2 separate regions of the Mus musculus genome follow, and region 1 is linked to region 2. A link is a contact called in public Hi-C data. All regions are on one chromosome and are shown on one strand. Each heading gives the region's core, a stretch centred on a gene start, on an enhancer-like site or on the middle of the called end of the contact. The rest is flanking DNA. Distances are from core to core; before and after follow the strand shown.

Region 1 (6,159 bases), core at 457-2,956, 210 kb after region 2:
GTCTGCTGAGCATCTCATGTGTTTGATTAGTTGGTTGGTTGGTTGGCTGGTTGGTTGGTTTTTCGAGACAGGGTTTCTCTGTGTAGCCCTGGCTGTCCTCGAACTCACTTTGTAGACCAGGCTGTCCTCGAACTCAGAAATCCGCCTGCCTCTGCCTCCCGAGTGCTAGGATTAAAGGCATGCACCACCACGCCCGGCTTATCTCATGTGTTTTTAACCTGAGCTGAGTGCTGAGGACTTCCCAGGACAGACAGCCTTACTCTCCACCCTTTCCGACGACAGCAAGGCTAGCCCAGAATCCCCTCGGGAGTCCTAGGACCCAAGGAGTTCTCTGTACCTATTCCATTGTTGGCACCTGTTCTAGAGCCCTGGACTCTTGAGTTATTGCAACTGTGCCCATTTCCTGTAGTTCATTCTCAGTGTATGAGGTTTTGTTTGTAGTTGAAATTCTCTCCCCCAATCCCTGTCTGATTCAAAATCCAGGCCTGTCCAGTGTTGCGTGTATTTGGCTATGATGTCTCTAGGCTCCTTCTATCTGTGTCAGTTCCTAGAACTGACGATTTCTGAAGGGGACAGGTTACTTTGACTTGGACAGATATTTCCTCCCGTCCTTTTGGTACAGAATGACTACCGTAGGGATCCGTGTCCATCCCACGGCATACTAATGACATACTGGCAATCTCCGTTTTTACTGTTATCATTCGGTTCCAGCGTTGGGTTGCCAAAAACGTAAGAATTAATTTTTTAGTATTTCTCATGCCTGGAAGAAGTAAGCCCTTAGGCAAGAGGAAAGAAAAGTCACAAAAGTGGTCCTCAGCTGAAATGCTCCAGACTCCTCCCAGAGAGGCCGTCATGACCCTCTGGCAGCCGGGAGGCCCTCACTCAGTGGCCTCCAAAAGGGAAGACAAAGTGGAAGAGTATCCCGAGTCTTAGAGTTGCTCAGTGGAGGACGGTCTGGGATTCAAGCATGCCGCACAGCATATAAATGCAAATGCACGTGGGAATGAAATGTATGCTGAACCCAGGGAGAGCTCCAGGAACAGCAGATGCTCCGGGTTTCTAGCCCCGGGGCAGCTGCTGTGGGAGGCTCAGACCTAGCCAGCACGCCTGCCCTGGGTCCGCATGCTGTTGCTTGTGAAGACTAGGTTGTTCTCCCTCGCTAACTCTAAATGATGTGAGACCCAGAGATGATCATGGGAAGGCCACACATCCTTCCATCTACCCATGGAAATTGTGCTTAGTTGAGTGCATACGGGAGCAGGAGCTCAGTGAAGGAAACCTCTATCGATGTCTGTTTATTGAATAAAGGACCAGCACCATATGCCTCTCGCCTTGTGGCTGGCAGGCCTTCTACCTGCTGGATATGTGAGAGCCGGGCGCCCCCTGTGAGGTTTAGGAATGGCAGCTAACAGTCAGAACTCCTCTTTCCAGTCAGCCAGACATGTTCCTCACCTGCCTGACAGGATGAGATATGGGCCTAGCACCATGGTACCCAGACTCCATGGACCCTGGCCAGGGTGGCCTCCTCCATTTCACCTGCATAGGCGTGTTCATCTGGAGGCTCACCTCAAGTTTAAGCTGCTGCTCCCGGCATCCTTTATGCAAGCAGAGTGGGAGGAATAGGAAGGAGCTCCAAAGGGGGCCATTACCTGTCCAGGGCTATGACTCACTTCTCAACGTGTCATTTTAGGAGAGGGGATCGTGCTCCGTGTGTGGGGAGGTGAAGCAGGTGGGAGGAGGAGCTCGGAAGAGCAGGTTTCTGCAGCCCTCGCGCTGTCTGCCATAGCTGGGATTTTTCCAGAGCTATGCGAGAGAGCCCAATCCTTGGAACAGTAGGGAGTGGGTACCCACCTATCCCACCTCTGTCTCACCCCCTCCTCCTTCCTCCCTGCAGGCCAGCCAGCTGGGTGTGTACCGAGCCTTTGTGGATAACTACGGAGTGGCCATGGAAACTGCAGAGAAGTGCTGTCAGGCCAACGCTCAGTTTGCAGAAATCTCTGAGGTAATGAGCAAGCGCCATGACGCTGCCGTGCAGGCCAGAGTACTGCTGACTCCCACCGTGTCCTCCCACTCCCTCGATGCGATGCGTGATGCATTGTGGGACGGTCGTTGGGAGAACAAAGTAGAGCAGATTAAAGGATGGGTATGAACCCCAGCTCTGACTCAGAGTTCTCTGGGTCAGCTCCATGGCTGGACATCTGTCATGATTCAATAGGAATAGTCCTGACAGTGCTGTTACCCAAGGGGCAGGGCCTGATTCCAGAGGCCCACCGATGTCTTAATCTATTGCAAAGTGTTCAGGGCTGTGTACTTTATAAAGAATAGAAATGTATTCAGCTGTGGTTGGAAACTGAGAAGCCTGGTCACATTGAGTGTTTTGGTTAGGGTTTTACTGCTGTGATCAGACACCATGACCAAGGCAACTCTTATAAGGACAGCATTTAATTGGACTGGCTGAACTCAGAGGTTCGATGGGAGCAGGGCAGCACCCAGGCAGGCGTGATGCAAGAGAAGTTGAGAGTTCTACATCTTTATCCAAAGACAGACAGGAGAGGGCTGGCTTCTAGGAAGCTAGGAAAAGGGTCTTAAAACCCACCCCGACAATGACACACTTCCTCCAACAAGGCCTCACCCACTACAACAAGGCCACACCTTCTAATGATGTCACCCTCTGGACCAAGCATATTCAGACCACCACATTGAGGTACATCTGTTGAGTGTCTTGCTGTATTACGACAGAATGTTACATGTCAGGATAGACCAAGCAGATCAGTTAAGGTCTACCTTTGTGACCTTATCTAATCCTATTCACATCAAAGATCCCAGCTCCAGTCACCGTGAACATGCATAGTAGGCCGTGAACATGCATAGTAGGGCTTCCTGTTTCCTGTTACTGGTTCATGGGCTTTTGGAGGACACATTCAAACATCAGCAACCATGTATCCTGGCTCCCTTGTCTGTCGTTATTGTAATTCTACCCTGTGTCCCATCATGGGAGTCTTAGTTAGAGTTCCTATTGCTGTGAAAAGACATCTCAACCACAGCAATTCTTATAAAGGAAAACATTTCATTGGGGGGGCTGGCTTACAGTTCAGAAGTTTAGTCCATTATTGTTGTGGGAGGAAGCATGACAGTGTGCAGATGGACATGGTATGGAAGAGGAGCGGAGAGTTCTACATCTGAATACACAGGTGTCAAGGAGAGAGACAGACAGACGACAAGACACACAGACTGGGCCTGATTTGAGCATCTGAAACCTCAAAGCCTGCCCCCAGTGGCATGCTTCCTCCAACCTGGCCACGCCTCCTAACAGTGCCACTCAAACTACCACAATGGAATCTGCTCTGCATTCTTGTCACAAGAGGCTGTGCAGAAGCCATCTGCTCTGTGGCTTTCCTGCCAACAGTCTTTGAGCACCAGGGTTCAAAGTTGTTGTTCCTGTAGCCCTCTACTAGTGGAAGCTCCAGACTGTAGCACCCCAGGCCTGAGGGTTGCTTCCTTCCTATTTGCATTTAACCTTAATAGACTAAAACCTCAAGCCATGGCACGTTGTGAGTCTCTAGGCCTTAAAAGAGTGCCTCAGTTACAGAGACCATAAACAGGACACTTGAGGCTGGCAGCCAGGCCAGTTATCACCTGTGGGTCTCTATCTCTCTACTCTACACAGGATTTTTCTCCCTTCCCTGTCATATCTCTGCAGTGTCAGTGACAGACACGTGACATTTTTCTCTCTTGGGGGCTTTTGTCACTGTCACCTTGGTATAATTCTCACTTCGCTCAGAGCTGCGACTGACTTCTCTTTCCTGCATTAAACAAGGGGTCCGGGAGGAAAGATCTCCATGCAGAAAGGCAGTGTTAGAGAGGAAAGTGTAGGTGCAGGGAGGTGACGCATGGGTAAGAACATTTATTACGCAAGCGTGGGACCCCCCGAGTTTAAAACCCTAGCACCTACATGAAAGCCAAATAAGGCCTCGTGTGCCTGTAATCCTGGTGTTAGAAGGTACAGGCAGGCGCTTGCTGGTCAGCCAACCTGGTTAACTAGAGAACTTTATGTTCCGAGAGAGATCCCATCTCAAGGGATGCCCAATGGAGGAAGGCGCTCAGCGTTCTCTTCTGGCCTCCATATATGCCTGCGTGAGGGATGAACTCAAGACCAGCAGCACCAGGGGAAACGCACACAGGCATGCATACTCAAAGAAAGAAAGAGGAGAAATGTCAAGTACACACCCTGATTTGATCATTCATTTCCTAGATAAAAGTCACACAACTTTTATATTTATAACAGCCTTAATTATCACTAGAGCTGGGCAGATATCTACCCACTGTGCTATTATGTCTACTTCCCTATCAATAGCCCCAAGTTATAACTTGCTGTGTTCCATCTGGGCTGCTCTTAACTCCAATTGGCCAGCCCTCATGGCCATATTTTCAAGCTCACCTACCCCATGGCATCTCTCCTCTCTCCACCTTCTTCCTTCTTCCTTCTCCCTTCATCCTCTTCAGACCCCAAACCCGGAACCTAAACTCTACCAGTCTCTCTTCTGCCCATCAGTAGGCTGTAGGCATCTTTATTCACCTCTCAGGGATAACATGGAGGGCAAGGTTACATAGTATCCATTGTGTATATGAAAGATTCTCTCATCTGGGGACAACCAGGCCTTGAGGACCAGTGTTTAGCATTACTGCAAAAGACCGAACCTCAACTGAGTTGGATTTCTCTTGCTGAGAGAAAACCTTTGACTGTCATACCTGATCCATGTTCCAGGGCCTTTGTACTATTTTGTCATTTATCGCATGATCTAGACATCTGTGGTCTTGGCTTTGGTCCTTTTCTTAGCCTTTTTCATTAAACTAACTACTTCCCATACCCTTATCAGCTTCAGTATTTCTATAAAATCCCAAATGACCCTAGCAGATAAAATCCTGGATTCTTAAACAACAGGCTCTAGTTAAGTGGCCAAGTCTGAGTCTAGCCAGACAAAATTGTACCCAAGATGGAGGAGGCTGTGGTGGGATGACACCTGGGAAGGGGTCCACATGGTCCTACTACCTGCTGCAGTGGGGATTTGGGCCAAGACTGGCATGCAAGGTGTAGGCCAGTGGCTTTCTCCGAACCTTGGTGGTTCTTGTACCATGTGAACAACATCTGTTATCCATCTGTGTTTCCAAAATGCCCTCGGCATTTAGGCAGAAATGCCAGCTGCCTAAAGAGAGTAAAATGAAGCTTAAAGAAGCAGCAGCAGGGCCTGGAGAAATGGCTCAGAGGTTAAGAGCACTGAGTGCTCTTCCAGAGGTCCTGAGTTCAATTCCCAGCAACCACATGGTGGCTCACAACTATCTGTAATGGGACCCACTGCCCTCTTCTGGATTGTCTAACAGCTACAGTGTAGTTATACATAAAATAAATCATTTTAAAAGAAGGAGGAGGAGGCGGAACAGCAGCAGGCTGTGTGCTTGTGGTGAGGACTGCATCCTGGGACTGTCAGTACTCAGGCATGGGGCTCTCTGAAGGGTTGCCCACAAGTGCAGGGCAGGTAATGGTCTGTCAGTCTTTCCCAAGACCAGTTGCTAGAGAGATGTGTGAGGTGGTATCCAGAGATGCCCATCTTCCTTCTGTGGGATTCTAGCTCTCCGAATAATAAATGAAAGTTCAATAAAGATGCCTTCTGGAGTCAGGGGTAAGAGAGGGGAGTGGGGGGATGTGTGATTCAACTCTTAAGTCTCCTTGAGCCAGGGCACCTTGTGCCTTACACTGTCCAGGAGAGTTGGAGTTACTCAGCACCCGGCAGTCGTGTTTAGCGTCCATAGCTCCTTATACCTTCCGGGAACAGCTGAGCAGGAACAGCCAGTGCAAGGGCTGTTAACCTCTGAGGAAAGGTACCCAAGTGCACAGCAGGCTTTGTCCCCAGTGAGCTAGGCAATACCAGTCCCAAGACATTAGTTGTAGCACAGGATTAGGAGCATGATCCCAGAGGCCGTTCCTGTTCCTATAGCGGGTGTGCATTTATTCAGGAGTTTAACATCAGGATGCAGCAGCTGCCTCCCAGAGACTACACATCACAGGGATGCTTTAACATCATCTCCCCACCTCTGACTGAACGAGACACCTCTCTGATGTCATTCCACTAACAATCCTTGCTTTCTGTCTTAGTAGCTCAT
Region 2 (5,655 bases), core at 1,080-3,579:
AGTATGTTCTCTTATCCAGAGCAAGTGCTGCCTGGAAAGTCCTTAGAAACGTGCATTGAGAGACTCCAGATCTACTACATCAGCAGGGAAACAGGGGTGAGGGTCAGCAAGCACACCTGCCGTGTCCCGGTGCTGCCTGCCATACATCTGTTTGTACACATGCAAGGACCCAGTCCCACGGCCACTGGCCGCATGGGTAATCCTGTTTGCACATCTGTGGTGTCCAGTGCCACCAGGTGTTGGAGTGGCCACATCTGTTCACACACCTGCCGTTTTCCAACATCACCCCATGGGACCACAGGCACGCCAGCTCTCACATCAAGTGTGTCTCATCTCTGCCACCTGGTGGCACAGGCATACACATCTGCATGCCCGCCACAGCTCAGAACTGCCAGTGTGTGGCAGTGTGGGCACACTCATTCATGTGCTTGCTGTGTCTGCGGGGCCACGAGGCGTGTGCTTACCTGTTTGTACACCCATGTCCTGCACCACACTGTGGCGGTGTAGGTCTGCCTGTTCACATGCCCGCTTTAAATCACAGCAGCAACGTCTGGCAGTGCAGATGTTTGCACTTTTAATGTTCCAGAGCAGCAAGGGCACACCTGAGAGTGCCTGTCAGTTCCCAGCACTGCTAAGCGTCTGCGTGGCCACACCCATTCACAGCTATTGTGTCCCAGCGCTGCTACATAAGTAGGGCATGCCTCCTTGTATGCCAGTCGGGTCTCAGCACTGCTATGTGGTAGCTTGAGCATGCACCTGACATGAAACAGGGCCTGCACCTGGCAATGTGGGCATATCTGTTTACACGCCCACGGCATCCCAGCCTCTCTGGGAAGCTTCAGAGCATCTAGTCATCCCTGCTGTATAGCAGGGTCACCACTTAGCAGCATAACCAGGCCTGTCCGTGTGCCTTGTCCCAGTGCCACCATGTGGAGCGTGAGCATGCCTACTTGTGGGAAAGCCTATTCGTGCCTGCTGTGTCCCAGGGCCTCATGTGAGAGTATGAACAAGCCTGTTCACAAACCTGCTGTGCCCCCATAACACCCCGTAGCAGCGCAGGCATACTGTAGCCTTCCCGGCCTTGAGCAGGCTGAACAGACCTTGAACGCTTGCCACAATGGACCTTATCGACCTTGGTGGAGTCATCTGCCTTGGCTGCACGTGCAAGTTCCCACAGGAACTTAGAAGAAGAGACTGCCACAAGACCGCCTGGCTTTGCAAAACAAAGGATGGGTTCTGCGGGCTTTCCCTATACAAATGCAGTGCTGAATATTAAACTTGGAGCCTTGGCTTGGCTTCATTCTTCTCTCACTGCCCCTCACCACCTCCTTTTCATTTCCAGCCCCCCTTTCAGGTGAAACCAGCTCGACCATAAGCCTCTGGACGGCTACACATACCTGTGTGCCTGCCCACTGTGTCCTAACTTTATCATGTGGTTCCGTGGACGTGCTTGTGTCCATGCCCCTGCCACATCCCAGAACCAAGTGTGGCAGCACCAGCAGGGCTGCTTTTGCTCCTGCTGAGTCCCTACCCCACCAAGCGGCATGATAGACAACCCTATTCCTACGTCTGCACGTGTTAGCACTGCCACATCGAGGGTTCACCTGATTATCCTTGCCATTTCCCAGCTCTGCCTAATGGCTATGCAGCCCTGCCTGTCCATGCGTGTGGGGCCCCAGCATCACCATGTAGGATAGACATGCCTGTTTGGAGGCCTGCCATTTCCCAACATTGATACCTGGTGGCTTGAGCATGCGTGGTCACAGCAGCTGTGCACCAGGACCTCCACCTAGGGGTGCGAGCATGCCTGTTCATGCACTTGGCACATCCTGGCATCAACACGTGGTGGCACAGGTAGTCCTGTTCACACGTCTATCAAGTCCCAGTGCTGCCACATTAAAGCATGAGTGTGTGTTTATCTGTCTGCCGGGTCCAAGTGATGCACCTGTCACTTAGATGCACCTGTTTACATGCCAACCATCTCCTAGCTCTGCCACGAGGTGCCTGGGCACACCTGTTCAAGCACCTGCCATTTTCCAGCAAGGCCATGTGGTCCAAGCAAATCTATGTGTATACCTGCTGTGTCTCAGCAGTGTCATCTGATGGTGCGGGCATGTCTGCCTATAGGCCTTCCATGTCTGGAGGCAGCCACCTGTTGGCAAGAGCATGCCTGTTCCTGCCTCAGCGGTGTCCCAGAACTGTCATGCAGTGACTCATAAAGCCCTGTGTATAATCACCATTGCTGCCGAGTTCCAGCAGTGACACATAGCACCATGGGCACATTTCTGTATGCCTGCCATGTCTCAGTGCCACCACATGGTGGTGTGGAAGTGCCTGTGTGTGCCTGCCAGGTCCCAGGGCTTGGCAGCACAGACATTCCGGTCTGTGCCCACGTCCTGTCTCAGTACTGATGGGTGGCAGCAAAGGCACACCTGTTCGTTTCTGCTGTAGCCCAACACAGTCACCTGATGCCTGTTCTCCCTTGTCATCTCCCAGCAATGTCACATGATGTAAACAAGCCTTTTTACATACCTGTCATATCCTAGCTATGCCTTGTGGCAGTGAGTGTGCCCTGCTCATGCCCGCTGTGTTCTGGCACTGCCACATGGGCCTGTGTCCCTGTGTAGGGGTAGGAGCTGATACTAAATTCAGGTTTCCTAATTAACTCTTGATTTGGTCAATAAAGAAGGCGAGAGCCACCTGCTTGGGCGAAGGGGAAAAGGTGTGATTTCCGGGTCCCAAGAGGAAGAGAAGGGACACAGGGAAAGAGAGGGCTTTTCGGCAGGTTTTGGCACGGGAGGCACGCTACAACCACATAAGATCTTGGGTGGCTGAAAACGGTGATCTCTACCACAGGCAGTTGGCTAAAATAGGTTAGCTAATAAAAGTCCAACAAATGTGCAGTGCGATCTGGCTAGTTTTAAAACAATGGAGCTGTCTAGTGGTTTTCTTCTAAGGTGGGCAGGAGAAAGAGAAGAGCTGGGGCGGTAGCTGGTGGCTTGGCGAAGCTAGCCAAAGGGAAGTGATTGGAGTGCAGACAGCAGTTCCTGGATTTCCCTGGGTGGGGGGTAGTTGTGATCAAGTTGAAGTAATGGGGAACCCAGAGACATCAGAGCATGGGCCACGCATGGAGCAAGGAGGTAACGGGGGGGGGGGGGGTTGTTTATTTTCTTGTTTATTTGTTTGTTTGTTTTCAATTTTTTTCCTTCTCGCTCCAGCTCCGCTCGCTCTGGCCCAAAGATTTATTTATTTAAGTACACTGTAGCTGACTTCAGACATACCAGAAGAGGGCATCAGATCTCATTGTGAGCCACCATGTGGTTGCTGGGATTTGAACTCAGGATCTCCGGAAGAGCAGTCAGTGCTCTTAACCACTGAGTCATCTCTCCAGCCTGCGTGTTTTTAAAATTACACACAACATCCCTGTGACCGCATCTGGCAATGGGAGCATGCCTGTTCATACATCTGTCGTGTCACAGGGCCAACACAGGCCAGATAGGAAGACCTGATCATACATCATTCTGAGTCACAGTGATACCTCGTGGTGGTGACATGAGCCTCTTGGCTCATCTGCAATATACAAGCAATGCCACGTGGTGGGTACAGGCATGCCAGTTAGTGTGCTTGGTGTGCCCCTGTGAGGCTACGTGGTATGGTGCTACAGGCATGACTATTGACTAACCCGCTATATACCAGTGCCGCCACATGGATACGTGTCACACTTGTTCAAGTCCTGCTGAGCGCCAGTGCTGCCATGTAGTGGCACTGCCACACCTATTCGCACATATGCCATCTCCCAGGGCCACGACAAGGCAGTGAAGGCTTGCCTGTTTGCACACCTGCCATGTTACAGCACAGGCACCTGGTGGCGTGGGCCTACATGCCGTGGCCCAGCCTCACGACGTGGAAGCATAGGAAGAGCCGTTCACATGTCTGTCGTACCAAACACCATGGCATGCAGCCCGGGTGCCACCCCGAGTCCACTTCTCCCCCTTGGGAGAACTGGCCCCATTGCTGGAGGTGAGGAAGCTTAGCTGCGAAGGGTGCAACGTGGGGCCAGCAGTGAGTGCGCAGGCAAAGAATATACACACCTGGGAACAGCTTCAGAGAACTGGTTTGGTTTAATGGCAGAGAGAAAGGGGCACTTATGCTTCTGGGAAGGTGGACAGAGTCTCTGGGGCAAGGACAGTGCAGCCATGTACAATTGACCAGGACAGCCGTGTTGGAAGATGCTTCATCTGCATGCTCAAGGGTTGGGCATCCAAGGGGAAAACCTTCGAAGGTCAAACAAGTGAAGCCTGGAAACTGTCGGGATAGTAAATGCTTACTAGGGTTCATGGTTGGGGAGCCGGCTTTCTGGCACCAAATTGGGAGAGGGGAGCGAGCCAGTACCTGCCATCCTCATCTGAGGTATCTGGAGTTAAAGCTCTCCTTGACCTTTCCCCCTACTAACCCTGGGTCATTATGATCCCACACCTGGGTACTCCTGTTCCTACACCGGCTTCCCAGTGCCACCACCTGGTAGCCTTGGCATACCTGCCATGACCCAAGTGATGGCCATATAGTGGCCTGTGCGTGCCTGATTTGCGAGCATGTCATGACCCCCATGTTGCCATTTTTTCCAGGCAGCATAGGCACACCTGTTTACATACCTGCTGTGCCCCCCCCCCTGTCCTGTGACAATGCAGCATGGACGTTTGAGCCTGCCATATCCCGTTGCTGCCATGTGGTGGCGCAGTTGTGCCTGTTTACACAGTTGCCGTGTTCCAGGCTGCCACGTTTGTCCGGACGTGCGCCTGCGGTGTGCCAGCACTGAAATGTGGCACATCTGCTGAATCCTAGTGTGGGCGTTATGATGGGCACAGGCGTGTCTGTTTTCGTGCCTGCAACGTCAGTGCCACCGTATTACGGTACAAGGATACCTGTTTGCGTGCCTCGCCAACACGTGGTGGAATGGATGCAGGACCGTTTGCAAGTCTGGGTTCCGGCACTGGGTACTGGCAGCGTTTGGCGGGATGGCATGCTTGTTTGTACACCTACTGTATCCCAGTGCCACCACACGGTGGTGCAGGCATGCTATATGCACACCTGCCGTGTCCCATTATTGTCCTGTAGCAGTCTGGACATGCCTGGTCTCATTTGCTATGTCCTAGCCTCATACTGTGGAAGGGGGGTGGGGGGGAATGACTGCACTTCCACAGCTTAGCAGTACTAGTACCTACATACACCTGTTTGCATACCTGTGATGCCCCAGAACTGCCATGTGGCTGCCTAACACACCTGATCACAAGCCTGCCGGGTCCCAACACTGCCGCACAGTGGCACAGGTACACCTACTTACATACCTTCTGGTGCCAGGTGGGTAGAATGGACATCCCTGTTTGCATGCCTGCTGTGTGCCAGCATCTCACCCAGCAGCAAGGGTGTGCCTGTTCGTGCACCTGCTGTGTCCCGTCATTGCTTTGTGGCAGTGCAAATGCTTGTCCTGATGCTACCTCAAAGCGCCGCTATGTGCTCGCACATGCACACCTGTTGACATGCCTGTCCTAGCCCAGCAGAGACTCATGGTTGCAATAAGCATGCTCGCTTGCACGCCTCCTGTGTCCGGTACTGCCATGTCCCGGGGTTCCCATGTGGTGGTGTGGGTAACCCTGT

The links. Hi-C and Micro-C count contacts between places; a contact is called where the count stands out from the background.
Region 1: a contact with region 2 is called in a Hi-C map of cerebellum, with 2.5 times the contacts expected there. The contact joins two enhancer-like sites. A contact is called at or near these places in 29 of 484 Hi-C or Micro-C datasets (the AtT-20 cell line, B cells, CD4 T cells and 23 more) and 5 of 115 datasets of contacts at active chromatin or transcription factors (the HPC-7 cell line, epiblast stem cells, forebrain and 2 more).

The regions. Positions count from the first base shown.
Region 1 is chr10:75,134,000-75,140,158 of GRCm38.p6, forward strand. Bcr (BCR activator of RhoGEF and GTPase) reads left to right here. Exons shown (of 23, transcript NM_001081412.2): 5 at 1,895-2,002. Among named protein-coding and RNA genes, the nearest start is that of Specc1l, 75 kb to the right of the region's middle. Within about 2 kb of position 1,707, at least 22 of the 459 cell types and tissues checked have an H3K27ac peak or open chromatin away from gene starts, as enhancers often do. A contact at or near this core is called in cerebellum, where this site is marked.
Region 2 is chr10:74,920,717-74,926,371 of GRCm38.p6, forward strand. No RefSeq gene overlaps it. Among named protein-coding and RNA genes, the nearest start is that of Gnaz, 44 kb to the right of the region's middle. Within about 2 kb of position 2,330, at least 14 of the 459 cell types and tissues checked have an H3K27ac peak or open chromatin away from gene starts, as enhancers often do. A contact at or near this core is called in cerebellum, where this site is marked.